Regions from separate parts of the Mus musculus genome. Here all the other regions are linked to region 3. Evidence: chromatin contacts called from public capture Hi-C and promoter capture Hi-C data. All regions are on one chromosome and are shown on one strand. The core of a region is the stretch at or near the end of the contact, and the rest is flanking DNA. Distances in the headings are between cores, read along the strand shown.

Region 1 (4,415 bases), core at 552-3,051, 180 kb after region 3:
CTCTAGAGCAAGACCCTCTAGTCTCCTGGCAAATGGAGAGCACCCGCCCTCAAGCTGTGAGGGACACTCTCTCCTTTGCCTTTTCCTGGTGGTTGGGGCACAAGGACTGAGTAGGCAAGAGAGTTTAGTCATCCAAACCAGGTTCAGTCCTGCCTAGACGCCCAGGGCCAGGAAGAAGTCCAAGCTTGACCTGACCGATGGGCTGCCCAGGGACCCTGCAACCATGGAATCCAGGAAATCGCCTCAATGTCAAAGCCCTGAGATGGAGCCACACACAAGGGCACCAAGCACACCTGCTCCACCCACAGGGCCTAAGCATGCTACCCTGCCTCCCCACCCCCCAATCACTGCCAAGCCATGGACTCAAGTTTCTGTGGCTATGCCCTGTCAGGCCTCTGTTGCACTGCCAGTCCCTGGCTCAGCGTCCAGAGGCCCAGCTTAACTCCAATAGGGAAGTCCCTTCTCCTGAGACCACCACAGCCATTCAGCTAGGAAAAACACTACATTAGAAGTTGACTCAAGTCAGGAGATGAACCGAGCACCTCCCAGGAATGCAAATGTTGTGTGGTTCAGAAAGGTCAGAGGCACAGGAGCCAGGAACCAAGGGGGCAGGGTACACGGAATGAAGCTTCTTGGTTTCCAGTGACCCTTGACCTCTCTGCCTTGCCACAGGGACTCTAGAGGGACCTGGAAGAGTCTGTTTTCAGGCTTCAAAACTTTTCTAAGTTCCAGAAAACAGGCGGGTGCCTATGAGCCACCTATTTCACATTACCCCATCTCAAGCGGAGGATCCACTGGGTGCTAGGAGCCACAAACCCCCAATCCTTCTCCGTGATCCCACCCCCCACCCCCCGCATAAACTGCACACCCACCAGGGCAGTCCTGAGCCCCGGGTTTCCATCCACAGAGGAGGAACGCATCAGGCTCTGTGCTTAACCAGAGAGAAGGGAGTTGGCTTTAAGAGTGGCCTTCGGCACCCAACATGGACCAGCTGGGCACAGGAGCACCAGTGGATGGTGGTCAGAAAGCCTGGGCCCTCGCCTGTCCGTCAGAAAGAACTGTCTGGCCTACCCAGAGGGTAGTCAGTGGCTCGGAACCCCAGCTTGCCACACTCAGGGTCACTGGGCGCAGAAACTCTACCTACACCTGCTGTAGATGCGCAGCAGGGTTGCCGGCGACGGGGGCGCTCTCTGACGTCCCCAGACCCGAAAGCCCAGCCGGCGCGGACAGGTGCCAGCTCGTGCACACAGGCGCGGGAGGAGGCCAGCGCCCCTGCCCAGGCCGCGCGGCCCACTGACCCGAAGTCCTGGTCCATGGACTTGAAGAAGAATTTGTAGGCGTGCACCGGCCGGTTGCTGAGCACGTTCTTGAAGTCGGCCAGCGTGACGCGCTCGGGAGCTACGGGCAGCTTGACCAGGTACGGCGTCTCCTCCTCGTCCATGTGGTAGATGATTTTGGTCTCCGCCATGGCGCGGCAGGGGCGACGCGGAACCCGCGCGGCGTCAGGGCCCGGCTCGCCTCTCGGACGCGGGGCGCCCTCCCAAACCGCCGGCCCGCGCCCCGCCCGGCCGCCCCGCGGCCCCTTGGCGCGGCCGCCCCTCCCGGTCCCGGCTCGCACCCGTTCCCCGCCTGTCGCCCCGCGGCCCGCGGCCGCCCATCCGCCGCGGCCCCGGAGCGGGCGCCAGGGAAAGCGGCTCTGAGGGCTCCCGCGGCCCGCCGCCCCCTCGGGCTGTTCACGAACCGCCTGCTGGGGTGGAGCGCGCCGCCGCCGGAGGGCGCTTCGGGGCCGGTGACGTCACTAGTCGCCCGCAGCGCGGGCGGGGCGGGACTGCGCACGCGCAGAGCGGGTCCGGCGGGGCGGGGCTACGGCTTGCGCACGGGCGGGGCAACCGGGGTGGGACTGGGCGGGCTCAGAAGGCCTGGCCGGTCGGGTCTCTCCGAGCGCTGTCTTGGGGTGGAGCCCAGATTCCCAACAGGCTGCGATCCTTGAGGCGTTTGGGTCTGAGGTTTCTGGGCAGGTGGGCACGCTGGACCCCAGAAAGACAGAGAAACCCTGGAAAGATCGCTCCCCTTGAGCCAATAAGGTCTGCCAGGGAGCAGAGGAGTGTCCTTAGGTTAGGCCGGTCCTGATTCTCCTTCTAGGTGCTCAGAATGTGGAGGCACTGTCCGCTCGGGCGGCTTCAGGCGCCCTATAAGAATCTGAAGATACCTATGCCTAGCCCAAACAGCGAGAGCCTCACTGTGCCCCCATGCTAATCCTGAGCTCAATTCTTATGCCCACTGCCTTGTCCCGTCGGATCTCCAAGAAACTCAAGTAGGTATCCACACAGATGTCCAGGCAAGGCCCAGGCTGCAATTGAAGCCAAAGGAATTTTAGCCCTGGATACTGTAGATCCAACCAGCCAGGTGTCCTCTGCAGACCAAGGAAGACCAGGTCCGCCCCTCAGTCCAGGATGGCCTAAGACCATTAGAGGGAGTGATTCACTGACCAGTAAGAATGGGGGAAGACATAGGATATTGATCAGTGATGAAGAAAAGGGGTGCCTGTTGTGACCTTGGACCATCCCCAGACACGAAGCCCGCACAAGGAAAGATCCCACCACTGCCTGGAGGACTCAGAGGTAGGCATTGAATGCATACTAAAGGCCGCTGAAGTCAACCTAAGCAGAGTTCTCCCCTTTGCTTCCATTGCTATCCTGGAAACCTATTCTTCCCTTGCCAGTAGCTGGCCTTCCTTGAATCTCTACAAAAGCAACCTGAAGGCACCAGGCAGCCGGGCGTGGTGGCGCACGCCTTTAATCCCAGCACTCGGGAGGCAGAGACAGGCGGATTTCTGAGTTCGAGGCCAGCCTGGTCTACAGAGTGAGTTCCAGGACAGCCAGGGCTACACAGAGAAACCCTGTCTGGGAAAACACACACACACACACACACACACACACACACACACACACACACACACACACACACACACAAAAGAAAGAAAGAAAGAAATCAGCAAGATGGCCTCAGAGGGTCTGCCCAAAGGAGAAGGAAGACAGATCCTTTCCTGAGTGCCCCTTGACCCAAGCTACGACTGGTCTATGGGTCAGAAGCAATCAAATAAAGGGGTTCCCATAACCCAGATGCCCTTGATTCCCAGCTGACTCGCCCAATTATAGAAGGTAGGAGCCATGGTACTGACGCTGATGGGACAGTTTCTACTGTAGAAGAGATGGTTGTGATGCGAGAACCTGTCCCTTTCCAGAAGTAGCCTTGTCCAGTAGCAGTGTGATCTCTGATGGGGCCAGAGGGCACACCTCAAAGGTCACTGAGGTCCTGTGACTAACTGTCATCCTTTCTCACCCCCACTATTCTTGGACCAGTGAGAAGGTGTCTGCTGCCATGTCTGATAATATGAGTTTGAACCCCAGGACCCAAATAATGCAGGCTGAAGGCTACTGGAGGAAGTTACTACCTGACCCCCACATTCATGCCATCCATTTATCTATATGCACACACTGTTAATGAAAAAAATAATAAATTTTTATTAATTAAAAATGTGATGTGATGACATGTGCCTTAATCCAATCCTAGGATGAAGGACAGAGGTAAGTGGATCCCTGTGAGTTCTAAGCCTAGCCAGGGTTATTTAGTAAGACCTTGCCTCAAAACAAAAATAAATAAATGAATGAATAAATAAATAAATACTGTCTTTTGAAAAAAAAGGGGGGAAGGGTCATTACTGTTTGTTTCCTGGTAGCCCATATCTTTTAAGGAGAAAATCAACTCCCAAACATTTTTTTTTCTTCGTTTTTTTCGAGACAGGGTTTCTCTGTGTAGCTTTGGCTGTCCTGGAACTCACTCTGTAGACCAGGCTGGCCTTGAACCTTCATAATACTGTAATGGGCATGTTCAGAAAGACACACATAAATAAGTTAATAAATCCTTAAAAGGTGGGGGTTTGAGGGTTAAAAAAGAGATGACTCAGTGGTTAAGAACACTGGCTTCTCCTCCAGAGGATCCAGGTTCAATTCTCAGCACACATATGGCTGCTCACACCCGTCTGTAACTCCAGATCTAGGAAATTCAAAGCCTTCTTCTGTCCTCCAGGGGTACTGCACACATGAGGCAGACAGAAATAGTCATATACATAAAATGATAAAATTTTAAAGGCTTTTTTGTTTGTTTGTTTGTTTGTTTTTGATTTTTGGTTTTTCGAGACAGGGTTTCTCTGTATAGCCCTGGCTGTCCTGGAACTCACTTTGTAGACCAGGCTGGCCTCGAACTCAGAAATCCACCTGCCTCTGCCTCCCGAGTGCTGGGATTAAAGGCGTGTGCCACCACGCCCTGCTCTAAAGGCTTTTTATAGACTTGGTTTATTTTTATTTTATGTGCACTGGTGTTTAGCTCCCATGAGTGTCTGTGTGAGGGTGTTG
Region 2 (4,719 bases), core at 669-3,168, 220 kb after region 3:
TTGTTGGGCTCTCCTTCTAGAGCCTAACTCAACACACTCAGAGTAGGTCCTTTAAAGAAAGTGTGCATTTTCTAAAAAAAAATCTCAGGGTGACCAGGACTGATCCAGGCCCTCATCAATGGCAGCAAATGTTCACTTCCCGTAAATGGATGCTCCCATGTGTTCACAACACTACTGGAAACTTTGGGCCTGAACAAATCACCAGGTCCCGAGGCAGGACCACTCTACTTCAAAGGCCCGTGCAGCTGAGAACAGAACAGAAACCCACAACAACACTGTCCACACAGTGAACACAACCATCATGCTGTACCCACATTCAGGTTAGGGAGTCCTGGGGTGGTTTGTTTGTTTGTTTGTTTGTTTTGTTTAATTTGTATATATTTGGATATGTCCTGTGAGGATGTGTGTGGGTGGGTGCACATGGAGACCAAAATGAGTCAAATCCCTTGGAGCTAGAAGTATAGACAGTTTTGAGTTGCTATAGAAGACCAGCATGTCCTCTATATCTATATCTGCTGAGCCTTTAGGGAACACGTTCTTACTGTCAAGGTCAGAAATGACATTTCTTATGGCCCTGTTGACTTAGCTCATAAGTACTTACAAGAACTATAACCCAGCGCACAAGTACAGCTTTCACAAATGACAAAACAAAACAAAACAAAACAAAACAAAACAAAAAACCACTTTTGCCCAAACATGTAAAGGGAATTCCTCGGGAATGAAAGTCAACATCCTGCGGCTACAGAAGGCTAAGCTCCGGGGGCATGGAGGGCTGAGCTCCCGAAGCCGGTTTGGAAGAGAGCCTAGCTCTAGGGAGATGAAGGACAAGCTGGGGGTTGGGGTCGGGCTTACGGTCCTCAGGTTCCGCTTCTTAAGTCTGCGGGCCTTCGTACACTTAACGAAGGCTCTGGTCACCGCCCTGACGGCCAGGCGGTAGCAGCGATTCTTCCTTCCCCGAAAATGCTGGATGAAGAAGAGGGGAGAAGGGTGTCGGGATGGCAGCGCGGCCCTCCACCCCCGCCCCACGCCTCGGGCCGCGACTCGCGCACTCACCTGAGCGTGTTTCAGCACCTCCTGAACCCGCCAATAGCGATCGGTGAGGCGGTTCCGCAGCCAGAGCCGCGTCGTGAGGAAGACCATGATGGGCTCCCGAAGCCCGACCGGCTGCCAGAAGCGCTTCCGGGTCAACGGTCAGACAGGCCAGCCCTGCCGGATGTGTGCGAGCACTGTCTTCCGGGGCGCCTCTAGACTCGCTCCCTCAGTTCCGTTGTGCCAGACCGTCCGCACGCGGGAGAATGGTTAGAGCATAAACTGGAGGAAGCCCCGCGGGCGGGGATGGCGAGCAGTCCCGGACGGAAATCAGATCTACAGAAACCGCCAAGGAACACTCGGTGGTCCGCTCTTCTGTGGGCATCAGTTGACCCTAAAGGAAAGTAAAAGAAATTGGGCTGGTGAGATGGCTCAGTGGGTAAGAGCACCCGACTGCTCTTCTAGAGTTCAAATCCCAGCAACCACATGGTGGCTCACAACCATCTGTAACAAGATCTGACGCCCAAATAAATAAATGAATGAATGAATAAATGAATAAATAAATAAGAATAGCCATGTGAACAGTATGTTTAAGAAAAGGAAAAGAAAGTAAAGGAAATTAAATCAAGTAAACCCATTCCAAAGACAGCTAGTCTGAGTCAAAGGCTCACATGAACAAAGGTATCTACTGTCCTGAAGATGTATCCTGGGGATGGAGCCCAACCTCCCGCAGGTACAGAGGCCAAGTTTCGGGGGGTGGAGGGCTGAGCTCCTGGAGCTGTGGGAGATACAAGCTCTACCGAGATGAAGGCGAAGCTGACAGTCGGAGTGGGACTCGCAGTCAACTCAGCAGAATTGGGGCTGGAGAGAGGGTTAAGAGCACTGACAGCTCTTCCGAAAGTCAAATCCCAGCAACCACGTGGTGGCTCACAACCATCCGTAGTTAGATCTGACGCCCTCTTCTGGAGAGTATGAAGACACCTACAATGTACTTAGATATAATAAATCTTTTTAAAAAAGAAAAAGAAAGAAAGAAAGAAAACAACAGCAGAATTTAGCTTATTCACCAGCTTTACTTGGAGTAAAGGTCTGAGTAAGAAGTTGGCTACCGCCGGGAGGTGGTGGCGAACGCCTTTAATCCCAGCACTTGGGAGGCAGAGGCAGGCAGATTTCTTGAGTTCGAGGGCAGCCTGGTCTACAAAGTGAGTTCCAGGACAGCCAGGGCTACACAGAGAAACCCTGTCTCGAAAAGCAAAAAAAAAAAAAAAAAAAAAAGTTGGCCACCAAGCCAGATGGTGGTGGCACATGCCTTCGATCCACTCAGGAGGCAGAGGGAGATGGATGTCTTGAGTTCAAGGCCAGCCTGGTCTACAGAATGAGTCCCAGAACAGTCAGGGCTACACAGAGAAACCCTGTCTCAAAAAACAACAAAGTAAAACATTTGTCTGTCAGGTCCCAGATGAGGAAGTAGACATGGACTCTCATCCCCAACCAAGAAGCTATCTCCAATTGCCAGCTGCTCCTAAAAGAAAAATTAGTTTTTCCTTGAGGGAAAGTCTTACACAGGGAGTCTTACATAGTATACTACAAACCACACCTTAAGGGCAGGCCCCAGGTCCAGATGGCCAACAGAAAACAAATTCAAAGGTATTTTGGGAGATTTTTTTTGGGGGGGTCTCATATTGTTTTGTTTGGGAATTTTTTTTAACTTTACTGTTCGTTTGCTTATATTATTGATGATGATAGGTTATTTCTTCACAGGTGAAATGAGCCAATTCAAGTCAGATTAGAACATTTAAAGGTAGGTTTGGCCCAAAGGATTGAGAGAGGAGGATTGGCCAAAATGTCTGGCTTACATAGGGAGGAGCCTTTGGTGGAAGGGCAGCTCAGTCCCTGGGCTGGAAAGTTTAAGGTTGGGGGCAGAGTGTCCTTGCCAGGTAGGAACTGAGGGATGCTGGGAGAACCTGCAAGCCAGGTCTGCTTTGATATGTAAAATATGTACCTGAGTTCCCTGTCCCAGGATCTGAAACTAAACAATTATGGTTTCTGAATTTGAGTTTTTATGTCTTTGAGTGTTTCTCATGTTCTTTTGTAGGTTCTTGTTTTTTCTTTTTTTTTTTCAATAATTTATTTTTGTATTCACTTTACATCCAATTGCAGCACCCCCTTCTCCCAGTCCCACCCTTACAAATCCCTCCCACTCTCACCCACTCCCCTTCTCCTCAGAGAAAGGAGAGCCCCCCCCCTTGGGTACCACCCCACCCTAGGACATCTAGTCCCAACAGGACTAGGCACATCCTCTCCCTCTGAAGCCCAACCACACAGTCCAAGTAAGAATGCCAACAGGGGGGCTGGAGAGATGGCTCAGTGGTTAAGAGCGCCGACTGCTCTTCTGAAGGTCCCGAGTTCAAATCCCAGCAACCACATGGTGGCTCACAACCATCCATAAAGAAATCTGATGCCCTCTTCTGGAGTGTCTGAAGACAGCTACAGTGTACTTACATATAATAAATAAAAAAAAAAAAAAATAGAATGCCAACAGGAGCTGGGTGTGGTGGTTTACGCCTTTAATCCCAGCACTCAGGAGGCAGAGGCAGACAGATTTCTGAGTTCGAGGCCAGCCTGGTCTACAAAGTGAGTTCCAGGACAGCCAGGGCTATACGGAGAAACCCTGTCTCGAAAAAAAAAATATTAAACTGCATAAAGTAGAATTTAGCTAGCTAACAGAGTGTTCAAGGATGAGTAGCATACTAACCAGAGATTATAGAAACTGTAGAAAGGAAAAAAAATTGTACTTCTAACATAATTAAAATAATTAAACTGGGACTGGAGATATGGTGCAGCAGTTAAAGAGCACTTGTTCTTGCAGAAGACACATGTTCAATTACCAGCACCCACATGGTGGCTCGTAACCATCCACAGCTCCAGTTCCAAGGATCCAACACCCTCTTCCAGTCTCCAGGGCCCTGTATACAAATGGTGAACAGCCATACACCCACACACAAAATAATTTTTTTGAAAAATATTAACTTAACTGTAGTGAGAATTCTGGGATTTTGTGTATCTGTGGGCTTTTCTACCTGCATCCAAGTTCCCCGAAATGATGACTCTGAAACTCTTACATATGAATAAGTGCCTAGGCTATTACTTTGGCTCCTTTCCACTGCCTCATAACTCAATTATCCCATTTAACTAATCTAGGTCAGTTACCTTTGTGGCCAGTTACCTTTCCTTCAGCTTCATGAAACCATCTTCCTCGGAGTTCAGGGTGAATCCTCCCTGTGCCTGACTCTATCCCAGAATCCTATCTCTGTACCAGAACTTCCACCTCCCTAATTCTATTTCCTGCATAAACTGATGGGCCAACAGCATTTTACTGACAGGCAATGCTCCCATACATTGTACACGAGTTTCTCTGTACAATTTTGGTTTCTTTAAAAACAAAAAAATATTATATGAATGTGATTTTGTTTTAATCCCAGGTGTGGGGTTAAGGGGCCGCTTTGGACTGTCTGCAGCAGCTGATTTGCCTGGTGCTCTAGTAGAGGCATGATTTTGCCACCTGCAGATAGTTTCTGTAAATTCTGGGAACTTTTTGTTTTGTTTTGTTTTTTGTTTTTTGTTTTTTTGAGACAGGATTTCTCTGTGTTGCCCTGGCTGTCCTGGAACTCACTTTGTAGACCAGGCTGG
Region 3 (4,239 bases), core at 1,734-4,233:
TCTCTACTAAGGGTTTGTGGCCAAGATTAACCTTGACTTGTGCCACCACTACCACCAAGAGGGAGCACTGAGGACAGGCCTCAGACGCTTTTCCCATTAAAATATTAAAGCTTTCATTACATTTATTTGTGTGGGCATGAATGTGTGTGTGTGTGTGTGTGTGTGTGTGTGTGTGTGTGTGTGTGTGTAGGCATGTGGGAAATCAGAGGATAATTTGTTGGCATTAGCAGAATCTCCTACTGTGGTTCCCAGAAATCCAACTCAATTCATCAGGCTTAGAGGCAGGAGGCTTTCTTTGTCTGCCAAGATATTTCACTCTGGAAATGACTGTGGGCATAGGATGACAAAGGGTGTCCCTCAATGCAACTCTGGGCTCCTTCCTTTCCTCCGTCCTTAGGACACAGCCACTCAGGTTACTAGACAAGTATTTATTCTTGTACAAGATCTTGTGCTAAACGTGGTGCTCTTGGTGGGCCCAAAGACCCTACTCCAACAGAGCTGTCAAATGAGAAAGGCAGCCATAGGGCCCAATCGTAACTCACCGCTCTCATACACCCACTTCCGCCACTGTTGAGGGGAGCAGGGCCAGGCCCAGGGAAGGGTGCAGAACATGGCCCCTGCTCTCACCAAGGGTATAGCTGGGCAAGTCTTGTAGCGTCTGGCTTGGGGCACAGAGGAAGACCAGGCCTCATGGCCACCGACCCCCCAGATGACACTTTTCTTCTGTCTGCTCCCCGCGTTCCTCCTCAGGGAACTGGAAGCTGCAAGCATCCTCAGCTGACAACTGCACCTCCGCGAATGGCTGGGTCTCTGTAGTAAAACTGCGTGCGGTAAGTGAGGGGCCTGAGACACATTTTCCCCTTCCCTGGGACACAACTGACCTCGAGGACACATGTGTTGCCTCCTCAGCTGCCATATGTGCAGGCCGAGCTGGACTGTGGTTAGGAAGAAAATGCATGCAGCCATGACCAGGAAGATGACAGTCAAATGGCCGTATTGCTCAGTGGGCAGTGGCTCCGGGATGCACACAGCATTGTGGGTCTTGTTCCCAGGGAACATGGTGAGAAATCCAAACTGAGAACAGCTGGGACACAGACAGACACTGTCAGGATTGGTTACCAAAGGGACCACACTAGAAGGACTGCTGTCCCCTAAGCCATTTGGGAGAAGAATGGGGGTTCTCTGGTGGTCACTGCAAGAAAGGGATAGGGGAGGCTTTCTTAGAACGGGCCTAGGCTACTCATCCAGGACTTACTTGGTCCAAAGTCTGCAGTGACCGTCACGACCTGCGGAGAAGGTGCCCATGGCACAGGCAACACACCGGAAGCCAAACACAATATCCCCTGTGGATAGACAGAATATTAGGACCCCTGAAGTTAATGAAGAAGGAGTCAGACAAGGGTCTATCTATTCACCAGGTCTAATGTCCACAGGTCTAGGGCCTGAATAAGCTATTGCTTACCATGTGTGCCTATTCTAGAACTGGCATGATACATTGGTCCCTATGAAGACGGACAGGATTGGTGGTAAGATCTGACCATAGTCAGAATAATAATAGTCTGAGAGCAGACCAGCACCTGGGCAGCTCCCCACAGCCTCTCACCAACATCCCTGAGAAGACATCCCCACCCTCACGATGGACCATTCCTGCCTAAGAAGAAGGGCTCGGGTACCCAGAGACCACTTGACCCACCTATCCCTTCTAGAATCTAGGATGTAGGTCTTTGCCTACCTAGAAGATGCACCCGTGAGAGCTCTATCTGCAAACATTCTTACATGTCTACACATGCTCACTGGGTATATCAGCTTGGCCCTAGGTCCAACTCATGATTGTCTGTGGCTTTTATCAGTCCCCTAGGAACATACCTTGAGACTCCACCCTCTGGCCTGGTTGGCAGGGGTAGTGCTTGCAGATCTTGCACTGAGGGTCTCCACAGTGGTACTCAGGTGTGACACATATGCACCTTTCTTTTGGACAGTCCTCCTTGCCTGGACAAGAATAAGAGCCTCAGCCATTAGACAGAGCCCCTTCTCCAGAGCTTCTACTGATCCTTCAAGTATTTAGGGTGCTATGGCTCCATTCTCAATCAACCCCAATTGCAAGACCCTAAGCTTTGTCTAGTTCACTGTTTCATTTCAGTTGGCTGACAGCTAGCATATATACCTCCCACTGCTCTAAAGTTGTGGTTTCGTAAGTTCCATTGGATGTGGGAGTCACCTGGGGCTTCCTATGGGCCCTGGGCCCATGCTGCCCCATTCTCACCCCATATTGCCCCTCAAGGGACTAGAACAACCTCATCAGCTGCCTTCACTGATATCCACATCTCTATCTCAGAGACATGGGGCTTCAGAGCTGCCCCTTTCTATACCAGAAGTGTGGCAAGGTGAGGTGCTGAGATATTCTTCTTTGGTCCACAGACTGTCCTACACCTACAATTGTAAGTCACAGTCAGTGGACAAACCAGAGGAAATGTTGAGACTCCAACCCAGACAAAGAGTATCTTCAGTGATGGCTAAGGTTTGGTCCACCTAACAGATGGTCCTCTTTCATCTTGGATCCCCAATCCTTCTTCAGGGAGAAGTTCCCAGCCTCTTTTGCCTCTGCTCCCACATTCTGAGAGGAAGTTGTCCCTCTACCTCCTTATCAGAGCTCCAGACTCAAAGATTTACCTACCAACTCACATGTGCCCTGTGCCCAGCCTCCTCATATGAGTGTCGGGAAGGGCGCTGCTCTACAGCCTGAGTCCCACTCTCCTCCTTGCCTTACCTGGAGCATACAGGCTGCAGCAGCGAGTGTTGTTGCCACTTCCGTTCTGAACCTTGCCAGGGCCACAGCCAGGCTCCTCAACTACACTCGGCTGACCTAGGTCCAGCACACAGAGCATCGAGACTCCATACAGCATGGCCCATGCCCCCATAGTGCTTCTCCTGAGTCTTCTGTCGGCTGATTTCAGGAGTTCCCGCTCCAACTTGCCTTGTCTCTGCCTCTGCCTCTGTCCCCACCCCTCAGACTGGGCTTCAGGCCAGCTCCACCTCCAGTTTCCGGCAGACATCTGAGGTGTTTGTAAAGGCCTTCTGTGAAGTGTAGAGCAGAGCTATCCCCTTTCTGGACATCTCCTAACCCCTACATGCCTCTCCCAACTCCAGCAAACTCGCCCTGGCTAGGCTACAGAGGAAAAGGATGCCCATTCACATGTGCCACTGCTGCCACCTGTGGGCACCCCTTATTGTATAAAACTACCCCCTTCCCCCTTCTGCCCCAGGAAGTTCCTCTAAGCCTGGGAAACTAGGAGAGCCAGCGAGAGGAGTCCAGAGCACACACCATGCCTCGTTAAGAAGATCATCATAAAGTAGGTATTCCTAGCAAGTACATGAAGCCATGGGCGGTGTGGCCTGCCCAGGTCTAGCCTTGGCAGTTCCAGCTTGGCTCTCCCTGGAGCCACTTTTGTTCACTTCCTCACACAATTTTAGACAACAAGAAAGGAGTCCCAGATACAGGTGAGCCTCATTTTCTTGAACATGGCCAGCATGGCTCTGACAGGCCTTGCCCTTCTCTTCCATTCTCTCTGACTGGCTAGATTACACCCCTAAACTCAGGGTTACCTGCCCACCAAGGTCTTTTCTCTTATTTGGCCATTTCCTCCTCCGGAGGCTGACTGCCAAGGTTCCGCTATCAAAGTATTGAAGTCCAGCAATCAAAAAACCCCTTTGGTTCAACTAATTAACATGCCCAATTAAAATATACCACTGCATCCTAATCCATTCTAACACAGGCCTCCCCTTTTTCTCTTCTTAAAAATTGCATGTGAAGCCGGGTGTGGTGGCGCTCGCCTTTAATCCCAGCACTCGGGAGGCAGAGGCAGGCAGATTTCTGAGTTCGAGGCCAGCCTGGTCTACAGAGTGAGTTCCAGGACAGCCAGGGCTACACAGAGAAACCCTTTCTCAAAAAACAAACAAACAAACAAACAAACAAAAATTACATGTGAAAGGTCATTTGCTGCTGTTTTTGTGCCTGAGTCAGAAAACAACCACTTTAACTTTTCTTCCCTGCTTAGTAAAGAATCTCTCTGTGAGAACAGGTGTTTGTGTGTAGTTTGTGCCTAATCTGGGGTCTGAAAGAGAGCCAATGCTGTGCTGGGAGTCTCCTAACAGCTTCTTCGTGTGGCCACTGACGGTTCTGGAACCCTGCCTCTGTCAGGAGTCCTCTGCTGTACTCAGCCTTACTTCCCACATCTTCCA

Evidence for each region. Promoter capture Hi-C pulls out the DNA fragments that hold promoters and counts their contacts. Capture Hi-C pulls out chosen DNA fragments and counts their contacts.
Region 1: a contact with region 3 is called in a capture Hi-C map of embryonic stem cells, with 2.6 times the contacts expected there. The contact joins the promoter of Dvl1 here to the promoter of Tnfrsf18 in region 3. A contact is called at or near these places in 3 of 39 promoter capture datasets (the HPC-7 cell line, cranial neural crest and hematopoietic stem and progenitor cells), 10 of 484 Hi-C or Micro-C datasets (CD4 T cells, the HL-1 cell line, the N1E-115 cell line and 5 more), 10 of 115 datasets of contacts at active chromatin or transcription factors (the 230-238 cell line, the HPC-7 cell line, the SCID.adh cell line and 3 more) and 4 of 9 other capture datasets (adipose tissue, embryonic stem cells, liver and 1 more).
Region 2: a promoter capture Hi-C map of liver shows a contact between it and region 3. The contact joins the promoter of Mrpl20 here to the promoter of Tnfrsf18 in region 3. A contact is called at or near these places in 6 of 39 promoter capture datasets (the HPC-7 cell line, embryonic stem cells, hippocampal neurons and 2 more), 2 of 115 datasets of contacts at active chromatin or transcription factors (the 230-238 cell line and effector CD8 T cells) and 1 of 9 other capture datasets (pancreatic islet).

Annotation. Positions count from the first base shown.
Region 1 is chr4:155,844,788-155,849,202 of GRCm38.p6, reverse strand. It overlaps Dvl1 (dishevelled segment polarity protein 1), which reads right to left and starts at 1,801. Exons shown (of 15, transcript NM_010091.5): 1 at 1,299-1,801. The coding sequence starts at 1,468.
Region 2 is chr4:155,800,077-155,804,795 of GRCm38.p6, reverse strand. It overlaps Mrpl20 (mitochondrial ribosomal protein L20), which reads right to left and starts at 1,918. Exons shown (of 5, transcript NM_025570.3): 1 at 1,701-1,918; 2 at 1,054-1,423; 3 at 853-963. The coding sequence starts at 1,140.
Region 3 is chr4:156,025,066-156,029,304 of GRCm38.p6, reverse strand. Tnfrsf18 (tumor necrosis factor receptor superfamily, member 18) reads right to left here and starts at 2,983. Exons shown (of 5, transcript NM_009400.3): 1 at 2,768-2,983; 2 at 1,867-1,989; 3 at 1,256-1,343; 4 at 882-1,084; 5 at 411-810. The coding sequence starts at 2,918. The coding sequence ends at 689. Gm16008 (predicted gene 16008) reads left to right here. Exons shown (of 5, transcript NR_169176.1): 2 at 751-830.